2 separate regions of the Anas platyrhynchos genome follow, and region 2 is linked to region 1. The links are chromatin contacts, called in public Hi-C maps. All regions are on one chromosome and are shown on one strand. The core of a region is the stretch at or near the end of the contact, and the rest is flanking DNA. Distances in the headings are between cores, read along the strand shown. Region 1 overlaps AFG3L2 (AFG3 like matrix AAA peptidase subunit 2). Region 2 holds the start of CIDEA (cell death inducing DFFA like effector a).

The links. A called contact is a pair of places that touch in the nucleus more often than the background predicts.
Region 2: a Hi-C map of subcutaneous adipose tissue shows a contact between it and region 1, with 2.0 times the contacts expected there. The contact joins the promoter of CIDEA here to the enhancer-like site in region 1. A contact is called at or near these places in 4 of 8 Hi-C or Micro-C datasets (liver, skeletal muscle, small yellow follicle and 1 more).

Annotation. Positions count from the first base shown.
Region 1 is chr2:49,003,526-49,007,490 of IASCAAS_PekinDuck_T2T, reverse strand. AFG3L2 (AFG3 like matrix AAA peptidase subunit 2) reads right to left here. Exons shown (of 17, transcript XM_038173907.2): 17 at 3,659-3,965. TUBB6 (tubulin beta 6 class V) reads left to right here. Exons shown (of 4, transcript XM_027452070.3): 4 at 1-3,965. Among named protein-coding and RNA genes, the nearest start is that of TUBB6, 10 kb to the left of the region's middle. Within about 2 kb of position 2,555, at least 6 of the 8 cell types and tissues checked have an H3K27ac peak or open chromatin away from gene starts, as enhancers often do. A contact at or near this core is called in small yellow follicle and subcutaneous adipose tissue, where this site is marked.
Region 2 is chr2:49,038,211-49,041,922 of IASCAAS_PekinDuck_T2T, reverse strand. CIDEA (cell death inducing DFFA like effector a) reads left to right here and starts at 1,523. Exons shown (of 5, transcript XM_005013097.6): 1 at 1,523-1,663. The coding sequence starts at 1,626.

The DNA.
Region 1 (3,965 bases), core at 1,306-3,805:
GTTGAAGTACAGATAAAAGTATTTATGATACTCAAAACAGCTGGCAAAATGAAAGATAAACAGCAGCTAATCTGCTTACACGGCAGCTCAACCCGAAAGGTCTCTGTCTTACCGCACTGGCTTGCCGCCTTGACAGAAGGACCGTTGGGTATCCACTCTTCACGCATGCTTTGTGCTTCTGGTCGTATCAATTAAACAGCCCTTCTCCATCAGAGAGCCTCCACCAGAACACTCTGTCTACACGGAGAGTCTTATTTAGGTCAGTTTCTAGGCAACAAAACAAGCAAACAAAGGAAAAACCCTGTGGAAATCCAAACTTCATGTGTTTCAGGAACTCTTTGCTCTTTGTCTTCTCGCCTTCTGAAGCACTTTCTAAGCAATGGCGTTGCTCAATACTTAAAAAGGCACTTTACAAGCATAATTTCCAAGGATCCTAAAGAGGTGATCTTTTGTTAGGGATTCGGGGAATAAGACTGTAAAGTGCCTGAGCTGTGTAACTGTTTATCGTGTAAGCAGAAGATGTCGGCTCAGTTTTGTTCCATACACAGCTGGAACAAACCGAATTTTCATCAAGGACACATAGAAGCCGTAGCCCAGCTTCTTCGAGTGAGGTAGGAGCAGCCATCTCTTAGCTTCTGGAACCTTGTTTCATTGTCACACAGAATTCATTACTAGGTCTCGGCCATAAATTCTGGTAATATTAATAAAATTAATTTTTAAAAAGTTAATACTTTAAAAATGCCAGGGATCTCAGAGATCCTGAATAACTGAGTGTTTGCTTAGTGAGCCAGCCTCTTGTTTTTCCTACATGGGCTCAAGCCAGAATTCCACCCAGAACCTGTGGAAGCCAAGTTTGCAACGTCCCCGGCTCCTGGTTTGACTCAGTCATTCTTTTACACGTGTTTACTTGCAACCGTTGGATGAGGCTTTCTAGAACGTATTGCGACGAGGGAGGCAACTTAATGCCACCTTTAGAGGGGAAAAAAAAAAAAGGAGACAGCTCTTGCATGTGATTTTAGCAAAGAAAAAAACAACCAAAAGCACCCTTATGACCCAGCATCCTGTACTAGGAACATCACCAGAGGACCAGCTTGCATGAGAGCAGTAAGAGCCCCGGGAAGCCAGAAGGTTTCCTGTTCCTTTTCACTCAAGCATCTTTCTAATCACCTTCCTATTTTTTGACACAAACCAGCCATCTCTTTCATTAATAGGTTTGCTGGACATTTCCTTCAGTTGCGTTTCCTTTCAAGCAAGTTTCTGCTCTTTACTTTGGAACTTCTCTTATTTTGAACTGTACCTGCTGAGCCACGCCTGGCTTTGTTTGTCTTTTCCACATTCCCCACTTTTGTTTTTCAATTCCCTGCTGTTTTTCCGACCTAGTCCCCAGCAGCCTTCCTTTCTGCATGTGCTGCCTGGGCCAAGCTCCCATAGGCGCTTGATTTTTCCCCTCCTGAGCTCGTTTTTCTCCCTTTCCTCTCTTGCATGTTATCTCTGAGGATACAAATCTCTTAGGAAAGGGCAGTGACCCCTTGGGAACAGGGGCAAGGCCGGGAGAGGGCACGGGTCTAGCAGCAGGAGGACCAGGGAAGGCGGTGGCTCCCCTCGTGCTGCACAAGCCCCTGCTAGTTGAAGCAGCACTGCGCTGCGTTTGCAAACAAAAATAATCTGCCTTTATTAGCAGCCACAGCACAGACTAAACTTGATTTTCTGGATTTAAGCTAAACCACTTGAAGCCTTGCAGTTGTAGGCTAAGAGTCCTCTTTAAAGGAGCAGGTTGGGCAGAGTTTAATTGGCTTTGCTATCTTTGTTTGGATTCCAAGATCCCAGCACAGTCAATTTCTGCCACTTTTGGCACAGAATACGAAAACTTAGTGAGGTGAGGCTACACAAAGTAGGCTGATGCTCTGAAAACGGGGCAAAGGAACTTGCATCTCCCTAACAGTATCAGAGGCTTACTAATTGCACGCCACAATTAGAGAAGAGTGAAGTTTAAACTCTACACAGACAGCACAAACAGGGTGTAGGGTAACACTTCCCAGAGAGCAGGGGTTTCTTTTACAGTCAGGTAAAGACTGAGAAGAATTCAGCTAGGGCATTTTTGGAGTGGCTGGGTATGGCTTGTGCCTGATTTTTAGGGGTGGTTGGGGGCTAAACAAGGAATGAGGAAACATGGGATGGGGACCTCTAAGTCATAACCACATTTAGTCCTCAGCACTGGCTGCACATCGCCTATGAGAAACAAGGGAAAAAAGTTCCACTTAATGGGAAACGGGAGGAAAAAACACATGGAATTAAATACAAGCATATTTGAAGTTTATAGATGCAAGGAAAGGGTTAACTGTTCCACCAAGAAGTCAGGCACCCAGTGCTGTAAACACCCCCTGAGCACTTTCACAGGCTGTACAAGGAGCAACAAACGGATTATGTGACAAAAACACCCCAAACCCTGGTCTGAGATAAGCAGCCTTGGAGAAGAGCAAGGCCTTGGGGAGGCATAAACAGAGGGCTGGAGCCAGCCCAAGTCCAGACACCTGCCCTGCGCCACCGGGAGCTCTGCTGGGCAGGGAAAGGGCAGGGATCTGCAGCACCAGGAGCAGCGTAGTAGTGGTGGGATGTGTTTGCCCAGTGTTCTGCTGCAAGTCATGTATAAGTTACTGCAAATTTTCGTGGGGGTGTCTCTCTCTTTCAAGGAGTAGGGGTCTCATGACTCACGTTTAATAAAAGCTTTGTAAATCTACCCCTCAGTCTTGCTTCCTCAGTCACAGACATTGAGTCACTTCTGTGACATAAAATAGTTTACTATAGCAGTAAGTCAGTCACTCTAAACTTCGGTTCCAGTAAGGAAAGAACTGAAGTTTAGTTTTATTTGGGACATTTGCTTGTTTGTTGTGCATTCTGCAACAAGAAATTCGAAAGTAGCGCACGGAAACATTGTTTAACAACTAAAAGAGGTGCAGTAAGTACACCCTGAATTGCTCCTTACCTTGTGCCCCTTGTTCCCCTTCACTGCAAGCCAGGCAACGTCACTGATGGCAACAGCTTCATCATGAAAAAGTAAAATAATCCTGAAAGAATGATTTCCATAAACAATTTACTTCAAATAACTCAAGCAAAGAGCTAATGTCTGACCTTTCATAGACACTTCCACCTCCCCCTTACCACCCTACCGCTTTCCAGCATGTTGCAACGTGCAGATGGAATCAGTCACTAATTATTCCCTTACAACTGAGAGGGCAGATTAAGCCTCGAATAATTTGTTATCCAGCGGAGGTTTTGTTTCTTCTCCTTCCCTTATAAAAAACAAAACAACACAGCCCACACCCACACTCCCTTTTTTTTTTTTTTAAAGAGGGGGAGACTGCCAGTTAGCTTCTCAACAGCCAAGTTCTCTAACTAGCACAGCCTCGGCATGCAGCAGGTAAACCAGAGGCAATTGCTGTGCTCAGACAACTGTGCTAAACTAGGCAGAGAAAATTATTGCCCTTTGGTTCAGCAAACCAATATGACACTCAGTCAGATTTAGTATCTTTGGCTGCTGGTTTTGGTAAATTAGGATAGCAAAATTGTTCTCACAAATAAAGTTTTATGCTCCAGTCATTTTGTACTAAACTGAATTCTGTACCAAGAAATCATCAAAAGGAAAAAAAAAAAAAGAAACTTTGCTCAGAAAAGTACTGATTTTATTGTCTCAAACTGTATTTACACAACACATTCATATGTTCAATATCTTACGGAACTCTGTAAAAAAACCTGACCAGTAAAACTGCAGGAGCCGAACTAAGTTTCAGACTCAAGGACACTGAACCACGAGTACGTTTTAAGATATTTAAGCAGGTGTTCAGTTTCACTGTCAACTTACATGGCAGTTCTCTGTAAACAAATTCTTTTTAAAATCAAAATCAGGGGCGGGGAGAAAAAGGGTCAGATGAAAAAGCTGTTCTTTTCTGCAAAGCTAGCGCTTTCTA
Region 2 (3,712 bases), core at 274-2,773, 35 kb before region 1:
ACAAATGTCTGGGGCAGGAGGAGATTTTCCTGTCGCTGAAGCATAGCTCCTCTGCAGAGGTCTCTACACAGTGGCAGAAGAGACAGACCACCTTACACAACTTCTCTTTCGACACTCTTTTCTCCCTGTACAACAGGGAAAGCTGCAGTATATACACGTTTCTTGACAGTAGAGAAACACTCAGTGAGAATTCATTATAAATGCTCATTTTGCTTAAATAACCTCAGTTGTGCCCACAAGCAAGTGTAAGATACAGACCCAGTGGAAAACAGGCTGCTTTGAGTCCAATGCCCAGAGAAATACCTGCTGCTGCCCATTTCCCATTCTCCTTGACTTTGTATCAGGGGTGTATCACGGAACTGTGACAAAACTACAAGTAGTAGGGGATAGAAAAAGAAGGGGGTAACTTTGCAGAAGGGGGCCCCTCACACCTGCAAGCCCTAAGGAGCCTGAGGAAGAAGAGATCAGCCTGAGCTCAGGTTCATCCAGGGAAGCCTGCTGGTCTGAGCTTTGCTGTGGGGAAGTGGGATTGCTTACTCTGCTAGGTGGGGGGACACAACACAATTTGTCCCAGATTAAAAGGTTTGTTTTCTTTTACAGCCGATAAGGGCCCCAGAGCTGAGGCTTGAGAACATTTATGCAGGGATTGGCTGGGTGCTGATGAAGCCTGGAAAGCAAAGAAATCAGGTGGGTGGCTCCTTTGTGCTCAACAAGATGGACCAGAAAAACAGTCCCATCCATGGGGTGACCCTGGGCGAGGTCCAGGCTCTGTCACCGAGGTGTCCCTGTGGAACCTTCCGGATCCAGCCTCCTGCCATCGGGCAGTGGCACAGAGCTCCCTGCTCACCGGCTGGCCCTAGGTCAGTGGGGCACGGAGCAGCCAGGATCTGCCTTGGTTTCTCTGTGGTCGTGGTTTTAGAGCTGTCAAAATGATCATGTTGTGTCAGAGCTGAAACATACTGTACTTGTGCCTGTGGGCCAGCATGAAAAGGAAAAAATGACATGTTTACCTGCCCCATAAACAGAAATCACTGCTGCCCATACCCTAGGAAGGCTAAATACCTCCAGTGAGGCTACTACATACATTAATCCAAGTTGTAAGCTTATTCCCAGGCTCTAAAATCAGAAGCCAAAGCACTTTAATCTGTTGATTTACTCTTAATGCTTAGAGGCTTCAAATGGGATTGGCTCCTGCTGTTGCTATATTAGCTGTAACTCAGATATACACGGAACAAGCAATCTTTATCTTTCCTTCCCTGGGTAAACAACAAGGAAAAAAAAACTCATTGGGAATAATAATAATAACAACGATAAATCTTCCCTCTGAGGTGCTTCGCCTGGCACCTGTCAGCACAACCCCGCCACCACTCGTCGTGCCAGGGGGGAGCTTGGAGCCAAAGGGGTCTCGGGGCGGGGGAAGAAGGGGGTCCGGGGGTGGCATGGACAAGGATAGGACAAGGACAAGGCTCCTGCAAGGCAGCCCACCTCATGGCCATGCCTCCCCTTGGCCGGGGGCGGGCTGAGGGCCGGCCCAGGGGCAGGCCGGCCGTGGAGGCGGAGCGGCCCCGCTCCCCATTAAGGGCGGTGGCGGCCGGCGCTGCCTGACGGCCGGGGAGGGCCAAGACATGGAGGGGGCGAGGGGCTACGTGGGCTCGGCGGTGCGGTGAGTGCCCCCGCGGCTCCGTTTCCTTTTAATTTATTTTTAAAGAAGCCTGAAAAGTGGAGGTTTGCTTGGCGGGGGAGCTCGGCGCCCTCCCCGCTCGTCCCGGGGTCGGTGGTGGCGTTTGGGGTGTGCTGGGCGGGCGCCGCTCCCCTTCTGCGCCTCAGGGCTGTGGGGTCTTCTCAGGCTGTTGTAACCGGGAAGCCAGGTGGGACACGCAGTGTCCTGGCTGATTTCTGACTTATTTTTGGCTTTGTTATTGCTGCTGTCGCTCGACTGTGAACTCTACCCTAAAAATCCAGCCGTGCCATATTCTGAAGCCGCTTGCGTTGTGCAATGTTGGCTTTCCTGAGGCTGGGGACCATTGCACCACGTTCTTAGACAAACATACAGGGCACATGGCAAGCAAAGATAAAGGGTGAAGTTAGCCTACAGGGCTCGGGGCAGGTTGTTAATCCCTGGTTTCTCCTCCAAAACAAAGAGCTCAGCTGGCCCCCTGCCCTGACACTGCACCAAATGCTTGGGACAGCGTCTGTAGGTCTCTGGGTGCTTGGCGTTACACAGGGCAAGCTGGGTGATGTTGAAGATAATTTCTTCCTCAGTTATAAACACTTTTCTGAGTTCTTGTATTTTCCACTGACATAGGATCCCTTCTCCTGTAGGGAAGAGCGAAGACCTGCACTTCAGCACCATCCCTTTGCTCTGTACCACTCATTCCCTGACTTATTCCCATTACCTTTTAGTATGCAATTATTTTCAGTAGCTCCAATCTAGTAGGGGAATTCCCTGCAAAAAAATAAGTGATATTTCTTTCTGTGAGCCATGAACAAGCCCCTTTGAGTCTCTGGTTTACATATGTGTGAGGGGAAACAAGCAGAACAGGCTTTGGGCAATTGACCCAGAAACGGAAGGGTTCACTTGGCTTTCTGGCTTTTTTTTCTTTTTTTAATACACTGGCTTTTGTTACCTAGTACTTAATATTGTCTGAAACCTCACCATGCTCTAGACTCACTTCTTCACGGGCAGACTTACTTGAAAGATATTGACTAGTCTTACGGAAACATACGTGGAATAGCATTGATGTTAAATAACTACCCGAGACTTGGACTGCTGTGAAGTGGCAGTATGGTTGAACTGATTGAAAGTCCTGGTTTATTAATCTTTTTGTTTCTGACTTCTTTCCTCCAATAGAACTAGGCAACTGTGTAGGATCGTGGTTGTTGAGCTCTGAAGAAAATTTTCTTAGAGCTACAAAAAATGGCTTATAGAGTTGGCTCTGCTAATGCCCAAGATGAACGCTTGCTCTTAGGTAATAGCAAAGAACAGGACTGGTATCTTCTGTCATCACAAAAAACATCTTGGCAGTATTGTGATATATACCACTCAAGGAACTATTCTACGTGTAGTTTTCAAACGTGTGAGGGGGGAACAGGCTGTGCTAGCTCTGGAGGTGTTCTGTCCTGAATCCTAAATGCTGCACGTGCTAGCAGTCAGGTGCCCAGCAAAGTGGGGTCACCAGCACGGAGATAAATGCACAGGCTTCATACCTGAGGAAGAGACTGGAGTGATTCAGAGTGGGAGCTGCCTGCAGACTGGCAGGGTGATTGGGGCACTGCTTAGTCAGTGCAGAGATTAACACACACATACACACACACGCCCTGTCCTAGCACACTTTCCGTCTATGGAGGGGAAGTTATAGCGTCTTCCTCTGCTATTTTGTCATCTTGCCTTCCTCCCTGGTTGTGATCCAGGAGGAAAATGCTTAGCTTTTTCATTTGAAACAATGAAAGTCTCCTAAAAACCTTGCTGAACCCTCACCTGTACCTGCTTTGTTATGCCACATGAACATACTTGCAAAGTGTTGAAAGCCAGAGACCTAGTGTTGAGACAGCACTACCGAGATGATATTAGGTTCAGCCAGAACTAACACTTGAACACCTCACTCCTTTAAAATATGTATATATATATATGTTTCAATAATACTGATGAGTTTTTGAGGAAGAGAAGCTCTTCAGCATATAGAGGAAAAGTAGTATCCCAAAGCCCTGTAGA